2 separate regions of the Gossypium arboreum genome follow, and region 2 is linked to region 1. A link is a contact called in public Hi-C data. All regions are on one chromosome and are shown on one strand. Each heading gives the region's core, a stretch centred on a gene start, on an enhancer-like site or on the middle of the called end of the contact. The rest is flanking DNA. Distances are from core to core; before and after follow the strand shown.

Region 1 (7,068 bases), core at 1,483-3,982:
ACCAATCACAAAAAAAATTAAAAATTTCAGACTTCATTTATTTCAACGTAAAAGTTTTATAAAAAATATTTTCAGCTTTTTCCGATATTTGTTTCAAGCAAAATAGGATAGGCAACGTAAAAGGTTTTCCAACCAACGTAAAATTATTCCATTATCCCCGTAAAATGTTTTACTAAAATTTTCCCCTAAGACATTTTTCAAATTGATAAGGCCCTATTCACTGTAACATGTCATACCCGACCCAAACATCGGGTCAAAGCACTGGGATGTTACGTTCTCTACCACATTATTCACTTATCAAATATTTTCTTATAAACTTTCATAAGTTTTCATTTTAGTCCATTTTTGTCATAAAAGTTCAATATTCACTAATTAATCATACCAAATCAATTTTATTTCTTGTTACATTTTAATCACATGATTTATCTTAATATCTTGTTTCACATATAGAATTTCTATGTATTTCACTTCTATTATTTCATCAACATATTTTCTCGGGTTTAACAGTTTAGTTTTTGTTACCATAAAAGTTCCATATTTTTCATAATTTTACTTTTACAATTCTTTATGCATATTTCATCATCACATAATACATTCATTAAACTTCACCGTAATTTTCTTATTCACATAATTAATTGTTTCACAATTAAACTTTGTACAATTTTCAATTTAGTCCCTATTGACATGTAATTTATTTTTCACCATATAAGCACTTTAATCAAATAATTCATTATAATATCTTATTTCACATGACAAATTTTCATGGATATCATTTCTTTTGTTTCAATTATAAATTTCACAAAGTTTACAATTTAATTCTTAACACCATGAAGATTCATTATTTATTATAATTTCACCTTAACATCATTTTTAATCAATTCACTACTTATCATAATCTCAAATGTATGTTTGTTTCATTGAAAATAACTTTTATGAAATATTTTCAGGAAATTTGTCAAATGATAAAAAAATATTCTACACAAATTCATCCAAACACCAAAAATATTAGCTTTTCTAGAAAAATAAATCATTTTCCAGAAATCATTTTCCAGAAATCATTTTTAGTGAAACAAACGGAGCCTTAATTTAATTATTCAATTGATTCACAAATTTAATTTAGTTATTTATTATAGGGTAAACTACACCCCAAGTACTAAGCTATTAGCAAGTTTATGTTTTGGTCACTTAACTTCAAAATATTACAAAATGATCACTAAACTATTCAAAAGTTTTCATTTAAGTCACTGAACTATTTGAAAGTTTTCATTTAAGTCACTGAACTATTAAGTATTAAGTTCAGTTAGTGAGCTCTAAGTGACAATTCGATGATCGGTAGAATGTATTGATACTCATCTATGAATAGAAAAACATACTTTAGATCCAAGTCAATCTAATGGCCAGTGTTAGAGATCGGAGAAGAAAGTTGTTTGGCTTTCGGTTTGCAAAATTCATAACATTTAAAGTTGTTTCATGAAAAAAATGACCATAGAAGAGAAGGGAAATAAGAACTTTCGATTGGTGAAAATGATGCAAATTGAGAAGACCATACAATAGAGATTTTAACAATCTTGTGACTCAAATGAAAACTTTTGAATAGTTCAGTAACTATTTTGTAACTTTTTGAAGTTAAATTATGAAAACGTAAACTTATTAATAATTTAGTGACTTTGAGTATAATTTACCCTTTATTGTTTTTAGATGTAACAAATTTTAGTACTTGTATATATATAATTAATGTCTCACAATTTAGAGTGAAGTAATTTTTAAAATAAATCATATATTAATATGAAATTTTAAATCCCAGTGAGACTTTTGTTGTGTTTGAGATTTTAACGTGCGAGTTAAACTTAAATTATTATGTGTTTAAATTTTAATATTTTTCTATTCAATAAACTCTAAATTTAATTTTCAATCCATCCTAACATGTTTTTATTTGTTATTATAATTATAAATCTTCAAATTATATATGAATGAATTTTCATTTAATGTATAATTTTATATAATAAATTTTAATTTTATGTAATTTTATATATATAATTTTAATTGATCTAATTTTTACGTATTATTAATACAACTATTAATATATTATCATTTCATGTTTATATATTGCATATACAAATAATTATATTTATTTAATATAATAATATTTTAATGTATTTATTTATTTATTTAAATATGTATAATTAAATTAAAATAAAATTTTATGTATATATTTGAATATAATTAAAATTTTAAGAGTACAAGAAATCAAAATGCTTAAATTATATATTAAATTAAAGTTTACTGATTTTTCGGTTAATTATATAATCATAAAAACTTCTTAAAAAGGAAATTTTAAATTAAGAGAATTGGTTACAAAGCACCAACTGAAATCGCAACAAGTGGAATTCTGTTAGCTCCGCCCTGAATAGAGGGAGAAAAATGATAAAAGAAAAAGCTCGACGGACTGTTTTGACTTCTGCACGTGGAAAGGGACCACCCAGGGAATCGACGGCTCGCGCGTAAATATTGTCAACGTCTCTCCTTGAAGGCTTGGCGCCGCACTGAAATTGACTGCAAAACTGCGCTGTTGTTTGCTTCTACTTTCCACCAACTACGCTTCCACCCCCCAAAAAAAAAAAAGCACGAAAACTTAGATCTCCGCCGTTACTCTTTGGTTCTTTCCGTTTGATATGGAAGTGGCGTCCGCCGCCGCAGAGAGGATAGACCTGCCGAGGCCGCCCTTGGATCCTTCTCTTTCTCAACGAGCTTCCAATGTCGTTTCCGATTCTTCAACTTCGCCGAATGGTTCGTCTACCACCAGCACTCCCGATCGTTATGATCCTTCCAATTCTTCGCCTAATCCTAGTTACAGAGAAGTTGACATTCAGGTTCCTTTTCCTATCACACTCTAGTAACTTAATTCGTTTCTCTGCTCCTTTTACAACAGCTAGGGAAAAGGCGAGAATATAGGTTTGGCTTCTGTTTTGATTTTAAGTTTGCTATGCGTATGGTTGAAACAAATTACCCTTATATTGGTATAATTACTTTCAACTTTCTATTATTAGGAATAGGTTGAAGCTATTCTGTTTTCATGGTTAAGTTCGTAAATTAGTTCCTGAAAGTTTTGCAAGGACTTGGTATTTATGTAGCTAAGGACCATCTCGATTAGTACTACAAAGTTGTAAGCTATCGGCATTTTAAGTTCCATCAATCTTGTCGCATGGTATAGCACCCTGTAAACCAGCAGTAAGTTTAGTGCCGTGGGAATTATATGAAAGCCAGAAATTGTTGCCGAATTCATGTATATATAATGCAAGCAAGGGACGAATAAGGGAGAGATCATCTGGATGGTAACAAAATAAGAAAGCCGCTTTTGTAACAAGCACAATTCAAAATAAACGTGGAATTTTGTTTGATTGGTGTTCTAGAAATGAGAAATATTATTTATAAATATTTTGATCTAACAAGAGATTGAAAAGAGGATGGTCTATAAGAAGTTCTAGTTAATGCATAGGGAATAAAACATGGACTGATTATAATAAGTAGGTATGACGACTTAATATTCTGTTCCGTTTCAAAAATGAGCAAACCAAAAATGCATTGAAGAAAAGGTTATATGTGTATTTTGCTTTTGTTGAATTTAAAACTTCTAGCATTTATGACTAACTGTGATGCTTTTAAATTTCAGTCTCCAGCAGCATTGAGGAGTGAAGAATATCGCCAACTGTTTAGGCTTCCTCCTGAGGAGGTGAGTGCCTTTGCTGTGTTGTAATCACTAGCTGTTAGCAACTCTCTACTTGTTCCTTTGTATTCCTTTTGACATTCTTTGGCTTGTATATGCAAGAATTGTTTCTCATGATTGATGCGCGAGAGATACAGCCAGTTTGTATTTAAGAAGTTTTGGGGTCTTAAACATTCATGTGGAACACACAGCAAACATTTGTTTGTTTTTGGTGAGAGATTTGAAAAGGCTTGTTTGTGCTTTTTCTTCTATTTTTATTCTAAATAATATCTCATCTTTGAACTTTTAAAACACTTTCCCTTTGAAGTTTAAAAGGAGTGTTTTTCATCTTTAGTCTATTCATTATTATTTATCAACAGGGCGTCTACTCAGATTGTCTCCTTTTTGTTTGACATTCTTTGTCCTGTACATGAATTTCTTTATTGATGTGAAAGAGATAATGGCAGATTGCATTTAAGCAATGCCAGACATCTAAACATTTATGTAGCATCATTGCAGTATCTAATCTTTTATTTTACATTTGGGCCACAGACTGCAAAAAGCATATTTGAAAATTTTCTCACCATCTTACATTTTAGACTTCCAAGTTCTAATGGCCTTGTATTTTAAACATTTAGTTTTGCCATGTGCTGCAGTTCCTTGTTCAAGATTTCAACTGTGCATTCCAGGAGAGTATTCTTCTTCAGGTAATCCAACTTAGATGACTTATTTACCATGTTGATAGCAATTTTTTTTGCCAGTCTACCTTACCTTCCTTTTGTCTTTCTGTGAGTTTCTTTTTTCACGAGAAAGGGGTGGGGTTATATTTTATTTACTTTGAATATTTGGTGGTTTTAGGTCGAATTATATTCCTATCTCTAATTATGCAATTATATGATTCTTTGCAGGGTCACATGTACCTCTTTGTTCGTTATTTATGCTTTTATTCCAATATATTTGCATTTGAAACAAAGGCATTCCTCAACATCAGTTCATTCTTAGTTTGTTTTTCTGTATCCTATTTTCTTGGAAGCTATTTGACATTTCTTCTAATAATGATATGATCTTCAAATATTTTATGGGTTTCTTCTGTAGAGAATAATCGCCTCCAATGAATTACTAGCGTCAAAAGAGCAAAGACTGTTGGAATCTTTCCTAATGCAATAGAAATTTTTGCTGGAGGAAAGAAGGTAAGTACTTTGCATGAATGGCTTATTCTGCTTGTTTAAGTTGCATGCACTTGTTCTTCTGACTCCACTTGTTGACTTGATAGTTCTTCTTTGCATCATTCCTATCTCGTGATGAAGCTTTCAAGCTCATTAATGATGGACGGAAGCAGCATAGTACAGGAGCCAAAGAAATTAAAGAACAGCAGGTATCTTAATAATTCATGGCTTATCTATCTGGAGAAAACAGATTCACAGCTTATGAGTAGCATTTAAGTGGATCATTGTACATCTTACGATATGCTGGTTCTGATACCCTATCTTCATACGTACAACAAATGGACACTTAAATATAAACAAATGATGCCCTATCTTGATACATACAACACATGGACACTTAATCTAAACAAATGATTTGCAGCTACTTGTGCTTCATCTGGAGGTATTTTTATCATATGCTGGTTCTGTAATCTTACTTTTACTTCATCTTTTACATAAGAAATTTGGGGATTCAATAAAATTAAGACACTCAGCGGCTGAAAGGATGTATTGTAATGTTATATTCGATCTATGACAGTTTATGCAAATGTGGCTGTAAACCTATGTGTATTTTACACTTTTCTTTTCTATATATTTATTTCTCCCAGTTGAAATGTTGTGAAAACCATGAGTTCATGGGCATAGAGCTTAGAGAAAATTCCATTTTTTTCCTTGGTTTCCATTATACTGGTTGATTTTATTATAGGAACCTATGTCCGAGTCCAGAAGCAAAGAGAAAGGATTTTTGCATTTGTAAAGGAAAATAGCTCCAAAGACCCAATAAATGACATGGAATCTACAGCCAGGTATTCTTTATTAACAGAAAGGATCGGAGAACTTTCTTGTGAGTTCATTAGATTTTTTTTAATGTATTTTAAGTTGTGAAAATGTGAATAAATTTTTTAACTACATTTTTTATACAGGGATGAGGATGTTCCAACTTCCAGTGAATCCAACGTTCCATCTTCTGCTAATGGTGCAGAACTAGTTGCTGAATCAGTTACAAATACCAGATCTTCAGCACCTGCAGATTGTTCATGGAAGCCTGACAATTCTTATGCACCGGAGAGTCAGTTAATCCTAATTTGATTTGTGACTTTCTCATCTTCTACATGTCATCTTATTTTGAATTCATTTCTGGTTTTGGTTATTTATTTTTCACACTTTTCTGCATAGCAAGTTCCTTGGTTGTCTGGGGACTTGATTTCATATTTAATTTTATTAGGGTGCCACACTCCTGTTTGATTTGATTTCATCTTCTGACTGTAGGATAGTGATTTGGGTGATCTTGAAATTGGAATATGATGTGCCATCGGTTGGAAAAGAGAGAGAGAAATAGGGAAAGGTGATAGAATAAAAAAGAAGAGTGAGGAACGGTTAGAAAATATGAAGAAACAAAGAATCAAAAGGGTAAAGGTAATGGAGGAAGAATGATGGAATTTGAGAGAGAAGAAACTGGGAGAAATTGCTTAATCCAATAATAACTCAAAATCTCAATATTACCACATGCTCTTTAGAAGTTTCCAAACCTTGCTAAATACTTGATATAACCCTAAAAATGCTAATAGTCTTCTTGGGTGGTTCTACATCTACTTATTAGGGGGCAAAAGAAGTCACAGCTTTACTGGTTCTGGAGGTATTGAAATAAAGTGAGTAGGTTATGGAAGCTTATTATCATTTGTTTTGCTGGAAGCAGCAAAGAAGGTAGGTAAGTTTAGGTTTTTCTTAAATACATTGGTAGGTCCTGACTGTAGGAAAATGCTCAGGTGTCGGAGGAAACCAAATTGTCGTACTCATTCTTAGCAGACAGACATGACGCCATATATTCTCCACTTTCTTACTCTGTACTGAGTGTAGATATATTGCACCCTGTTACAACTTTTGACTACACTTTCATTTTTGGATCTGTCATGATCATCTCAATGGGCTGTTTCCTGTGTGCAGTTCCTGAAGGTTGTACCAAGGTTGCGGAAACAAAGTTTCAGTTATTAAATGCGAATTCATTTTCCTTAGTTCTACTGTATTACAAACATCTATAAAATTCATACTCTTAATTTGTTCTGAAGTGAATCATTTTTCCTCGGGCTGCAGATGAAGGTAGAGGAGTTCTTCAATTTGTATTTTTCAGATAAAGCTGTTAATTTCATTGAATCTTTTCAT
Region 2 (7,068 bases), core at 1,369-3,868, 170 kb after region 1:
ACCATTTTCTTTAAGTCAATAAGGACTATGCATTATGTATATAGCAATTCAAAGAACTAAAACGCAAGGTTGTCACCTTTTTCTTCTTGCTTCTTCTTCTTTTCTCTGGGAACAAAGTTTCCATCATTTTGGCTATACAATCTGACTTTGTCTTTGCATATTGTATCCGCTGCACCAAATTAATCATACAGTCAATCAAACCTAAGAATCATTACAACTAAAACTGCATATAAATTAAGCCCGAAAAAGAAATTGATTGCAATCAAAAGTGATGCCTAGAATAAAGTAAGTTTGGTTCAAGCAGCCACCGCAAAATAAAGCAAGTTTGGTTCAAGCTGCAAATGGTGTTATTGATGAGTAGCAAAAGCCTTCCATGGTTGCAAAAGGAACAATAGCCCTAATTTATATAGGAAAAAATAAAATGGCTCCTAAAATTTCAGTAAAATGGGTTCTTAGTAAATAATAGAATAACTCCAACAACATTAGTACAAAACATATTTCAATCAATGGCTATACAGTAACAGTGAAATCACAAAACAAATGCAACACAAACATCATTAAAAATTGGAATTAAACTTCAAATACCAAATCCATACTACAACTAAAAACTATACCCAATGTAGAACAAATAAGCAAATTAAACTTACAATTCTATCAAGATTGAGTGCCTTTTGTCCAGAGCCAGTTGAATCTCTTTCCTTCCACAAGTGATGCTCGTTCTTTCCAACCTTTTTCACTGGTTTCCTGCACCCTAAAAAATTTAGTAACTTTGGGCTTCTAATTCAAGATTTTGATAAATTGAATTCAATCTTTTAAAAGACACCCACTTATCAACAACTCTGGAAATGCCCAGTGATTGTTCACCCAGCTTTTGTGAACATTTAACATAGGGAGTTCTGCAAATTGAAAGCCCATGACCTAATGAAAATGCTACTTCGTTTAAACCTAGAAAAAAGTTCAACCTTTTTCAATTACAAATGTTCAGTAAAATAATATGGCAACCTGGAAAAGGAAAATGAGACCTGAAAGTTTCAATTTATCAACCTTGTTTTTGGACCATGTAGATAATGGATAACTTCTTGAATGAATATGACTATAAGCCATTGATTTACTTCTCTATTCAATAGAAAGAAAAAAAAATTACCATAAAAACAAGCAGAGCCTTACTGAGCACCAGGCAATTCCAGTGATAGGTTGGAACCGCTCAGGAGCGGTAAACGAAGTGTGGGTCTTTGGCCTTCAGGTTGATTTGCTTCCTTTCAGGTTGATTTGAGCGTGAGATTGTTGATGGCTAAAGAAAAAAAAAAGGTGAAATCATTGAGAAATTTCAATCTGAGGGTGTTTTCGAAAGGGAAAATAAGGTCATTTGGTGGAGAGGCTAGAATAGCCAATTCGGCACCTCCTCCTCTGAATGGCTATTCAATAATTTTCGGAATGAAGTTGTAATCGCCATTCGGTGTTCTAAGCATTCCAATGAACCAAACCTCTGTTTTACTATAGAAATTGGAACCATCTTGTAATAGTTTTGCCATTACATTGAACCAAACGAAGCGTTAGCATTATCCTTGTATTGACACTTAAAGAGGCATATGCCAATGGCCAACATGATTCAATCTTTGCCAAATTTGTACCCTCAATATCAGTGACCATTACAATTGAGTTTTTATAATAAATAATTAATAATAACAATTAATTGAGAATAACAATAAGGAAATTGATAATGCGTTAGTATTTTTGGTGGCATATATCATCATAATGGAAGGTAAGAATTTTGTGCCAATTATGGGTGGGTTTACATAGGCGGTAGGGTATGGTGCAGTGCATTTAACTTATTTTTTGTCACACGTTACAGTATCGTTATAGTATCTAATATCACCACCACCAATGTTTTTACACTAACCGTAGTTAAATGCACCGCCCATCCAAACCCACCCTAAACATTGTAAATTGATGAAAAATGACATTAAATTGAGTTTTCAATCAATTTTTTAAAGACTAAAAATGGAAAAAGAGTATAAAAGTGAGCCTACAATCAAGAGATTACTAAATCCTAAATCGATAAGTTTACTCCATAATCTGAACCTATGTTTCTCAAAATCATTGAATTTTCAGTAAATTATTTTTTTTACTGAGAATTATTCTTGGGGTTTTCAATCAATTGCAAGGACTTTTCAAAGAATAATTTTGTGCAATTGGGAAGTTTGGGTTATGAGAGTACTGAGTGAAATCACTCCTTAGATTCTTTAATTTTGTGTGTTATGTGACAATAAATAAAATAAAATAATAAAATAATATTTTAGAAAAAATTAAAGAAAAAAGAAAATAAAAAACTAGTCCTTGATGATTTTTTGTTTGGAGAAATAAATTGCAAAGGAAATTTATTTATTTATAATTTTTGACCTTTAAAAACGAAAAAGAAATTCAAATCCACCGTTGCATTTTTCTTAAACAGTAATGAAGTGAGCCACAAAGCCCAGCCCCAAAAACAAACACTGGAACTTGATCAGATCCATTATTGTTTGTTTCTTGAGTAAACGTCAATGGCCCAGTTCAATCGACTCCAGACCCAGATCCAAAGAGTTCCTTAGAACCAAACGAAGAATTGCCGTTTACTTCAATTTTAAATATACTCTCCCTGCTTCAGGCTTCAGGCTTCAGGCTTCCACCCGCTTGCGTTTGCGTGTCTTCTCATCTCTGCTTTTGCCCCCTTTTATCTTTCTTCTTCTTCTTGTCCTTACTTCAGCCGAATTTTTCCGGCGAAACGGCGTCAGATCTTTGTGATCTATAGCCGGAAATTTCATTTCGAGTTCGACGATCTCACCCTTCGATCTTTCTATTTTCTTCAGCCTACCATGAATCCCGAATAGTAAGTTCTCTCTTTATTTTTATTTTAGTAGTATTTTTAACTTTTTTTTTTGCGCTGTTTTATTATTTCGTGACGTTATTTTTCTTCTTGGTGGTGCGATGACGCTCGAAATTTTTGTAAGAAACTATAATTCTCGGTGTTGAAAGTCGCTAGGTTTTGCTCTTAGATCTGTTGATGGAATTGGGATTTTCTTTTCTCGTCTGTATTTGTTTCTAAAGTTGTCTTATTTCCAACTGGGGTTTCTCTCTGGGATTTAGTGAAAAAAAAGAGGAAAAGATGCGAGCTTTGATGCGTTCTTCAATTATTCACGCCCTTCCTTTGTAGTATCTATATGGTATAAGAAAAAATTAAATGGATTTTGGTTTGAACTGGATTCTAAATAGTATTAAGATATACTGTAAGTTCCGATGTCTTTGCCAAATCGATTATTTGTGATGAAGAAGCAAATCTAACTCGAAAAAGCGTCCATTGATTGAACTTTTCAAGGGTGATGTAGCAAACATATGCTCACCTGCTCTAACTTGAATGGAATTGAAATGAATTTTATATTGAGGCACCAACAAAATTAAGAATTCAACTGTCAATGACGCGGAATTGTTAGGGTTGACCTTTGGTAAATAATTTGGTGTTCTGAGTTTTTATTGCTGACAATATCAACTTTAGTTTTGGTTTCTGAAATAGTCTCTTTGTGTTGTCTGTTTTGCATCGTTTATGGAAATCAACTTTTTGTTGTGCGTGGTATAATTAGAGATATCATGTTCTTACATCATTGAGAAGTATGTTAATATTATCTGTGGTTGCACACTTTTGCAGTGACTATCTTTTCAAGCTACTTCTTATTGGAGATTCAGGTGTTGGAAAATCTTGCCTTCTTTTGAGATTTGCTGTAAGTTTCTTGACTTAAATTGGCATTTGAGATTAAATCTCTTTACTTTTTAGAGTTCTGTTGCACATTCAAGATATTTGTATGAGCACCTTTATATTTATATTCGCTTTTGATGTTATGGATTGTACTAATGAGTAATAATTGATTTAAATGTTCCATTGCTTATATAATGCATAGTGAGAATAAAATTTGTACTTCGATGGAGGACAATTTTGGTAGCTGAATTATATATATTTTTTATATTGGAAATATCAAGTCTCCAGATATTTTCAGATGGTTATGCGGGACTAAATCTTGAAACTGATCATTATGTAATTTATTTAATGCAGGATGATTCATATGTAGAAAGTTACATAAGCACCATTGGGGTTGATTTTGTGAGTACACAGTCCTTAGTGTTAGTTTGACTTTTAAGTGCCAAAATTTATGGCAATTATTCTAATTTCTTGTCTTCTTGCTTTCTTTTTTTGGTAGAAAATACGCACTGTGGAGCAGGATGGGAAGACCATTAAACTTCAAATTGTATGTTTTTTCATGTTTTTTATTTAATTTCATTTCTTTGAATATTTTCTATCCTAGGTCATCAAGGTAATATTCCTTGTAGAATGAGTTGTCTCCTCATCTGCTCCTCTTCATTGGCTGTTTTTTTTTTTTTTTTTCCATTTGTATATTCCCATTTTATTAATTTAGTCCCAGAAAATTGCTCATAATCCTTTGACACTTGGCATACTTGGCATTAAAGCTTCTTGATGATTAACTAGTTAATTTGCTTTTGATTCAATGTACAGTGGGACACTGCTGGACAAGAAAGATTTAGGACAATCACTAGCAGCTACTATCGTGGGGCCCATGGCATAATAGTGAGTGTTCTTTTCCTTTCTAGCTTTTCTCATTGCGGTTCCTTTTTTGGTTTTTCCAATTCTTATGTATGCTTCTCTTAAACTTTTTCTTATTCCTTCTTTTCATTTCCCTTTTGCTGTTTGCTCCTGTATTAGATTGTTTATGATGTGACAGACCAAGAAAGCTTCAATAACGTTAGGCAATGGCTGAGTGAAATTGATCGCTATGCTAGTGATAATGTTAACAAAATACTGGTTGGAAACAAGTGTGATCTTACAGCGAATAAAGTTGTGTCATACGAAACAGGCAAGGTACTTGCTATTTTTAAGAAGAGCTGCCTGATTACCAAATTGTAATTTTTGGTGTTATACTGCATATCCATTGCTCCATCCCTTTCTCCATATTGCTACTTTTCTTTTTTCAGGCACTTGCAGATGAAGTTGGCATACCTTTTATGGAAACTAGTGCAAAAGATTCAACTAATGTGGAACAGGCTTTCATGGCCATGGCAGCTTCCATCAAGGACAGGTAGCTGTATTCTTTTTCCTAAATAGTTTTAGTAATATCTGCACCTGTCAATTTTGAATGAACTTGAAAACTCGGAATAATTAACTCAAATTTAAACTTGATCCAACCTAAGTTGATAATAAAAAGTCAACAACTTGAACCCATTTAACTTGAGCCCGAAATAAGTCAAATCCAAAATGATCCAAACTTGAATAACCTAAATAAATAACCCAAAACTATTTGAACTCGAATGGCAAAACTCGAAATGACTTAGAACTAAAATGACCTGAAACCGAAATAACCTGAACTCAAAAACTGACCTGAACATGAAATGATACTGAAAATTTTAAAATCCAAGTTGAGTTGACTTAAAACTAACCCATCTCGGTCAATTTCAAAGTCTAGTAATATCAGTTATTTGAATAATAATACAATTAGAGTAAAAATTCATTGTGGTCTGTAGAGCCATGTGCAGTTGAATGGCATTTCTAGGCTGTTTTGTTTTATTGTTCACTCTTATACAAGAAAGTATAGATCTATGAACTCGGTTCTCTGAAATTTAACCGCAAAGTCTTGGTTCCTACTGATCGTTGGTTACTTTTAGCTCTTTTTAATTGCTCTTTAAAATTGTCTCTAAATGCAGAATGGCAAGCCAACCAGCCATGAACAATGCAAAGCCTCCAACGGTACAAATCCGAGGACAGCCTGTTGCCCAAAAGGGTGGCTGCTGCTCTTCCTAAAAAATGGAATGATGAATTAGCAGGAAGCTCTCTCTATTTCTTCTGCAGTGCGCTGCTGCCAGTTGCAGCACGGTGTGTAAGATTTAAGTGTTTTCTTAACCTCATCAGTGTTCCAAACTTATTTCATATGAACAAAACCTCAGAAGTAGAGGATATAATTCATTTCTACACACTTGGTTAACGTGAAGGCTTGTACAATGTATTATTGTTTGTTTGTTGATTAAATAATACTAGTGTTCTTTCTCAAGCCTGTATGTCACTGTGTTTTCTAAATTACATAATTAAATAAATATATTGTCAAAAGGTTGTAATTGAAAATGGGTTGATAGATCAACAAAATTTGGAAGGAATCTTAGGTAGTTGTGGGCATTATAATTTGCTTGCTTTTGAGGTAGGCCATGGATGGCAATGTGGGTTGAACCAATTCTTTGCCCTTGGCTAGACTAGAAGCCAGGCAGGGTGCAGCACTTTAACATCTATGTCCAACCAACTAATCGTCATCATTATCATCAAAGAAATGGGATACAGAGGGGAAAAGCAGAACCCATCAAAAGCAAAGAGCATTATAAAAAGAAAAAGGCTTAATTCTCCATAGAAGGCAGCTTGGAAACCCCAATCGTGAGGAAAAGCAAGCCGTGGCCTTTCAACAACGTTAAGAGGTTGATTGAGAAGTTAAAGTTAGAAGTAATCATTATATAAAAAAAAAATCATATAAGTTATATGTATTGCTGCAATAGAGGCTTACACAGTGTACATCAAAACAAATCTTTGCAAATCCACGTCTTGCCTATCATCATGGAGTAGCTGGAGAACTTCTACAGATGGATCTTCAAAGATATGAAGCCCTAGAAGTTGACTTGACGCCAGTGTAGCCATGCCATTATAGAGCCCTTGTTATTAATAAATTATCTTATGCTAATTTCATTAAATTGGTTCAATGCGAGATTTAAATGTAAAATCACAAAATTTAATTCGTTATAATAAATTTGTTTTTATCTTAAAATTATTTAATAGAATTAACATCACTTAATTTATTAATAATTGTTATACTTTACCAATTAATAGGGACACATGGCTGATAGAAAGGCCACACTCCACCTACTATAGATCGAGAAGTCACTAGAAGACTCACTCCTTGTCTTAGCCACCTAGCAAGCGGAACGTAACCATCTAAAAAAACTAATCATTTATTTCTTCAGGCATTCAACCTTCTATTAAAAAGATAATTT

The links. A called contact is a pair of places that touch in the nucleus more often than the background predicts.
Region 2: a contact with region 1 is called in a Hi-C map of leaf, with 4 times the contacts expected there. The contact joins the promoter of LOC108461240 here to the enhancer-like site in region 1. A contact is called at or near these places in 3 of 5 Hi-C or Micro-C datasets (all in leaf).

Annotation. Positions count from the first base shown.
Region 1 is chr8:132,331,614-132,338,681 of ASM2569848v2, forward strand. It overlaps the pseudogene LOC108462091. Among protein-coding and RNA genes, the nearest start is that of LOC128296335, 19 kb to the right of the region's middle. Within about 2 kb of position 2,733, at least 2 of the 2 cell types and tissues checked have an H3K27ac peak or open chromatin away from gene starts, as enhancers often do. A contact at or near this core is called in leaf, where this site is marked.
Region 2 is chr8:132,498,374-132,505,441 of ASM2569848v2, forward strand. LOC108461240 (ras-related protein RABD2a-like) reads left to right here and starts at 2,619. Exons shown (of 8, transcript XM_017761010.2): 1 at 2,619-2,866; 2 at 3,680-3,752; 3 at 4,082-4,129; 4 at 4,227-4,274; 5 at 4,541-4,612; 6 at 4,748-4,903; 7 at 5,017-5,120; 8 at 5,743-6,157. The coding sequence starts at 2,853. The coding sequence ends at 5,839. It overlaps LOC108461988, which reads right to left and starts at 1,624. Exons shown (of 5, transcript XM_017761998.2): 1 at 1,145-1,624; 2 at 828-945; 3 at 648-751; 4 at 77-169. The coding sequence starts at 915.